Linked DNA regions of Sus scrofa: region 1 is linked to region 2. A link is a contact called in public Hi-C data. All regions are on one chromosome and are shown on one strand. The core of a region is the stretch at or near the end of the contact, and the rest is flanking DNA. Distances in the headings are between cores, read along the strand shown. Region 1 overlaps TANC1 (protein TANC1). Region 2 overlaps TANC1 (protein TANC1).

Region 1 (3,035 bases), core at 33-2,532, 98 kb before region 2:
GTATTTAAGTCTAAATTCAACTTAACCACCCGTCATGATTCCAAACGGTTTGTACTGTTTCCAAATATTAAGAACACCTTGAAGTAGGAATATAGTTCCAAGAGGGGCTGTTAAAATATTTTTAATGAAAACCATAACAGAAGTTAAACATAAGCTATGAAGGGAACAATACTTGGATGTTCTCATATTTTGCTTGAAAAACAAACAAGCTATGTAACATTTACGGCTTGCAGGGGAGGGGGGGGAGTGATGTGACTCCTCAATGGAAGTGTAACTTGAAAATTCCATCTTTGGAAGTTCCCATTGTGGCTCAGTGGAAACACACCCAACTCGTATCCTTGAGGATGTGGGTTCAGTCCCTAGCGTCGCTCAGTGGGGTAAGGATCCAGCATGGCATGGCTGGCAGCTATAGCTCCAATTCGACCCCTACCCTGGTAACTTCTATAGGCTGCACCTGCGGCCCTGGAAAAAAAAAAAAGAAAAAAATTCCATGTTTTCTATAACACAACACCTGGATATTATAGCATGAGTTAAACCTATCACTAGACATTTACATTCTCTAAGAAATAATATGATCTTACCACATAGCAAAGGCTAGGAGAAAAATGATAAAAACCAAACAATTTCATAAGAGAAAAGCATGGGTTAATGTCTTCTTGGCTGTGTTAGGTTTTTAACATAATAGACATTACTCTGGTTTCCAATTCTGGTTAGCATTCTTATTTCTGGTGACATCTATCTATTTATCAAAGAAATTTAATCCCACGTTTTTAATATATCACTGGCATCTGATCCACCCCTGGGGGGAAAAATACATAGCTAAAAAGTAATTTTCCTCATGAACAATCATTTAATCACCACCAGAAGCCAACACACTGTTTTCCCAAATACTACAAATGGGTCTCTCTTAAGGCTCACACATTTGATTCTATAAATGATCGCTTTGGTTTTCCTGAAGGGAGGTGACTCCTGTGGGCTTCATTGCTGATATGAGGCTGCTGTTTGGAGATACTTTCCTGATACAGATGAGAAACAGTCTTAGTTATCCTGCTGTCTTGACAGTGGACAGGAATTTGGCACTTCTTTTCTTCTAGCTCCTTTGCCTGTGCCCCATTGTGGACACCTGCAGCCAGGGTAGAAACAGAACAGGTTTTGGCTTGGCTACTGTATCCTCCTGCTTGTTTAAGAGAGGGCTTCTCTGTGTTCGAGGACTGCAGGCCAGCTGCAGAAGGTGAGTTTGTCAGCAGCCCTTCTGGCACTGCACAGTGCCAGGCGCGGCTAGGAGGATGGCCCTGCTGCTGGAACCTCGCGGTCTTATCCATGATGCCCATGAACGGAGTGTTGCGTGGTCTGTGCTCGGCTGTGCCGCTCGGAATCTGGTTCCCAACCTTGTCTTTAATTCGAGCATCTGGCCCTGGGACCTTGAAGCCATCTGAAAAACTGCTGCTTGAAGCCAAACTACTGGTTGAACTTGACATCTTGATGCTGCTTGACGGGGAACCGGAAGAGCCTGAGCTGGTGAGGGAGGCTGGGTGACGCACGTCGCTGCAGCTCACGTGCCCTCCTGGGTTTAGAGGGGCCACATCCACAGCCACAGCAGCGTGAGGCAGAAGCCTGTCTGCAGTTTTTATCTTGCTTGGTAAAGGGCATGTGGCGTCACTCTCACTGGCTTGTTGCTGGACGCTGTGGCTGGGCCCTGGCCGATCTCCAAAGTGGCTAGAAGCAGCTCCCACAGTGAAGGGACCTGCTCCCTCCAGATGCTGGTTTCTGCTACCAGGGAGCCTACCTGGCATGGGACTCGGGGGAGGATTCTGAGAGGGGACCGGCATTTTCGAGCTGCCATTTCTCATGCTTAATGGTCCAGATCCCAGGTGCTGGCTGGTTTTCACGATCTGAGCCTGCCTGCTGGGCTGTACAGTCAGCCCCGGCTGAGCCACCGGCTCCCTGGGGGGCTTGCAGATTCCGGGCCGATTCTGTGGCGATGCTGGCCTGATTTTGGACTGTAGCCCTTCTTGAAGGTTTCGGATATAAGGGGAGGGGGCAGATGAGGACGGCTGGGACCTTGGAGCCAGGGGAACGGATTCTTCCTGCGGGGAAGTTTCTTCCTCTTCAGCCTCCTCAAGATGCAGGGGGTCGCTCAGGCCGGGGGCTGGGGTGTCCTCTTCATTGTCCGAGTCGGTGGGCGGAGCTGGCTGCGGGCCCTGCTGCTTTTGCTGCTGACTCCTCTGGAGCTGCTTGCATTCCTCCTCTACGCGGGCCAGGAGTCTCCTGATCTCCTGGTTGGTGGGGCAGAGTTTCACAGCTTCTCGCAAGTCAGCCAGGGCGGCTACAAACTGCCTTTATGTTAAAACAGAAGATGCAATTACAAGCCGTGTGAGAACAAGCTCTAATGTAAGTGGTCATAAAGCTGCTGTGCTAAAAAGAGCAGGGAGCCAAGTGGGTACTGCACACTTACTGTGGCGGCTGGCACCCAGTGAACTAGCTTAGAGTTACTCAGCTGAGTGGGAGCGAATTCTAACCTATATCTGCTACTCCAGGGCCCTGCTGTCTCTCTGAAGACCCCTGGGCTGGGGTGAGACCAGGCCTAAGGCAGTGGTGTCAAAATCCTCTTCCTATCGCCTTCACCATCCCTCTCACCACATCCATCTGCACCTCAAGTCCTAGTGACTCCTCCCTGCTTCCCCCCCCACCCCCACCTCCTGCTTCCCTCGTGGCTCTAGTTGGCAGGCTCTCTGACAGCCAGACTAAGCTAGGAACTTTATGTGGCAGTAAATGTCAACTGTAGTGGAGGGGAGGAATAGTTACTGAGATGTCTGCAGAAAATCAAAGTTTAGCCATTGCTAATAATATCCATGGCTGTGCCTCTTGGAAGCTACCAATTCAGCAATACAAGGGAGGAGAGGCACTGCATCAGAAGCCCACAAAAGTCAAGCAGCAGCTCTGATGCCAGAGGAAGGCAGGAAGGCTTCTCCAGTCGAGTATCTGCCCCTGCTGGTACCTGCTACTCCTCTTTGCTCTCGCCCTGGCATAAAAGG
Region 2 (3,158 bases), core at 156-2,655:
AAAGAGATCTACTTCCAGGCTCCAATCTACCTCCAATCCTACCCCACATCCTTCAAATGTTCTCTAATAGTAAGCACTCTCTTAAAATGTGGGCTATTTCACAAGGATGTATAATGGTTGTTAGGAAAGGCTGGAACATCGAACCCCTAGGTCACTGAGAGCCTTCAGAAAGCATCTATGCCCAACTGCTTGTCTATAACTGTTCTAGTCAGAGGCTGACCACTTGCTGTAAGAAACACTCAACATTGAGTAATGGTGTTAAGAGCAGAGCCTCAGGAGCTGGGCAGACCTAGGTTCAAATATGGCCCCCTTCCTCCCCAACTTGGATCTCAGTACGTCCCAGAGCTGAAAGATGAATCAGGGAGCCTTCAGCTCTAAGGGGAAAATCCAGGAGAGCAGAGGCCAGGTTGCTCTGGCTCCCAGCCCTGGCACAGTGCCTGACACAGGGAACAGTGAGGCTGGAAAGGAAAGGAGACCCAGAATGCAACAAAGTCATTAACACTGTATTCAGTGGTCACACTACGCTAAGCATGTATGTACATTCATTGTTTCAACCCCAATAATTTTGAGAGAAAAGCACCATTTCCCCCATTTTTAGGTCAGGAGGCTGAGGATCAAATCAGTTAAACAATTTGCTCATGGCTCATGCATGAGCAAGAATTCAACCAGTTCTGTCGTCAGTGCAGGTTTGAAACCCATATATTGAATTCACCATTCAGCACTTATAAAACAAGAAATCAGGATTAAACAGGCGATCCTAGAAAATGCCAGGGCACTGGAACCTTCCACCACCCAATCCACAGGCGGGGCAAATCTTTTATTCATTCTTATTTGTCTCTGATCTCCTCTTTTACTAGGAGTTGAGATATTACGGAGTGAATATAAACCAGTGCTCTCCAACATGCTCCTTTTATATAAATTGCTTTTCACAAACAGCTGAATCTCAAATGCTATAAAGCCAGATAAATTTATAACTGGAGAGGTTTTATTCTTTCCCCTCTCAATCGCTCGTTAGAGAATCTTTGGGCACTTTCCATTAAACACAGCAGATGAATGCTCGTTTGCCCTCACTCCCTTTCAAAACACCATTAAAGCTGCAGTAAAGGGATTTAAGAGAGACCAGTGGGGAAAGAAGACAACCACAGGCAAGAAACCAAACTTCTGAAAGTGGAAACAGGTTGCCAAGGAGCGTGGACTGAACACAGCAGAAAAAGCTTCGGGGGGGGAGGGGGAGAAATGGCAGGGAGAGAGGACTGAGCCTCGCACATAACAGACACCTCTGAAGGCAGGAGCATAGGGTAGAAAGCTCCTGAAGATAGACTAAGACCCCCAGAACCCTTTCCTAGCCAGGAAGCATTCCCTCCTTCTACCAGAAGCAGACTTTTTCCCTGGAAAGGGTGAATTTCAAACCCAAACTCTCGAGTGCTACACTCAAACACTGGGATTAAGACACATTCTCCATGCAGGAGTTCCCGTTGTGGCTCAGCAGAAATGACATCTGACTGGCATGCATGAGGACAGGACGCAGGTTCGATCCCTGGCCTTGTTCAGTGGGTTGAGGATCTGGCGTTGCTGTGAGCTGTGGTGTAGGTCGCAGATGTGGCTTGGAACCCACGTTGCTGTGGTTGCTGTGGCTCTGGTGTACGTCAGCAGCTACAGCTCTGATTCGACCCCTAGCCTGGGAACCTCCATATGCCACTGGTGTGGCTCTAGAAAAGATGGGAAAAAAAAAAAAGAAGAAAAGAAAAGAAAAAAACATTCTATGTGCAGATGCATGTGTCCCAGATGCATCTCTCCACACACCCCCACCCCTACCCCAGGCTGTGAACACGCTGACAGCAAGCTTGCAGGAAGGGATTAGAGGATCCCTCTCTGGGAGAAAAGACCTATAAAATCACATTTGAGGACGGGCCCCCAAAGAAATGGTGGATTCCTGATGAATCACACCACTACAAAGGCTGCCCTCAACACACACACACACACACACACACACACACACTTACACACAGCTCCCTTTCAACCAGATTTATTTTTAAACACAAACCAGGATCACAGATAGTGGAGGAAAGACCCTACCCTAAAAGAAAACAGCCAAAATAGGTTAAAAAAGGAACCCTGAGGAATCAGAGTAAACCGGAGAAGAACTACTGTTTCCATTGCACAGGAGGCTCTATGACAAAGGGTGTCCAGAGTCCATGAGCTGACCAGAGGGACCACAAGACAGGACAACTGGCAGCCCCACCAGTTAGGAGCCACTGATGTTACACTAAGCCACCATCTATTAAACCACAGTGACACTGAGTTCTATGCTGCTGAAATGAAAAACTCCTCAACGAAGTAGCCAAATTTTTGCAACAACGGAGGTCAAAAGTGAAAAACTCATCCCCCAACATCCCCTTACTCAGGAGAAACGACTGCCCAGCACCTTTCTGCACACAGCTTTTTGTTTAAAATGAAATGCTCAACATTCCCAAGCATGAGCCACCTTAAAGTAAAATAACTTCCCTCCTTTACGTAAACCAAGTGTTATCAGGTCAATCCCCGAAAATTAACCAGAATCCAATACGACAATAATAATTACCCATAAAGTATGGAATGTGGCTACTGACTGTTTAAGGCAAGAGGCTCTTAAAAATAAGACTGTAAGGTATTATCTTGAAATGGGCTCGTCTAGCTGCTCTGCCTCCCAACCACCACTGGGCAGCTCAACAAGGCACTGGTATAAAGCACTTTTCAGACCTAACTGGGCATAAGGACCCCCTGGGAGTCTTGTTAAGATGCAGACTCTGATGTACTTACCAGGTGTGGCTGGGACCACAGGCCATACCTTGAGAGAAAAGTATCAAAGTATGCAGAGCACAGGCCACCTCAGGTGGGACCTCTAAGGAAGACCACCCTTCTGCCAGGGTCTGAGCAGAGTCTCTGTCCCATGGGTGGGACACCAACTTGCCCAGTTTGCAAGGTTTAAGATAAATGAGGACTGTTCTTGATCAACCAGTTCTACCTTTAGACGGCACAGGGAACTACATCCAATCTCCTGGGATAAGCCATGATGGAAAAGAATACAAAAAAGAATGGATAGGTATGTGTAACTGGGTCACTTTGCTGTATAGCAGAAATTGGCACAACACTGTAAATCAACTATGCCTTAATAAAAA

Evidence for each region. A called contact is a pair of places that touch in the nucleus more often than the background predicts.
Region 1: a Hi-C map of fetal heart ventricle shows a contact between it and region 2, with 4 times the contacts expected there. The contact joins two enhancer-like sites. A contact is called at or near these places in 3 of 47 Hi-C or Micro-C datasets (embryonic fibroblasts, fetal heart ventricle and heart right ventricle) and 1 of 2 datasets of contacts at active chromatin or transcription factors (skeletal muscle).

Annotation. Positions count from the first base shown.
Region 1 is chr15:66,161,683-66,164,717 of Sscrofa11.1, reverse strand. It overlaps TANC1 (protein TANC1), which reads right to left. Exons shown (of 26, transcript XM_021074763.1): 25 at 2,999-3,035; 26 at 1-2,337. The coding sequence ends at 915. Among named protein-coding and RNA genes, the nearest start is that of WDSUB1, 76 kb to the left of the region's middle. Within about 2 kb of position 1,282, at least 13 of the 83 cell types and tissues checked have an H3K27ac peak or open chromatin away from gene starts, as enhancers often do.
Region 2 is chr15:66,063,483-66,066,640 of Sscrofa11.1, reverse strand. The region is part of intron 3 of TANC1 (protein TANC1); the gene reads right to left. Among named protein-coding and RNA genes, the nearest start is that of TANC1, 140 kb to the right of the region's middle. Within about 2 kb of position 1,405, at least 4 of the 83 cell types and tissues checked have an H3K27ac peak or open chromatin away from gene starts, as enhancers often do.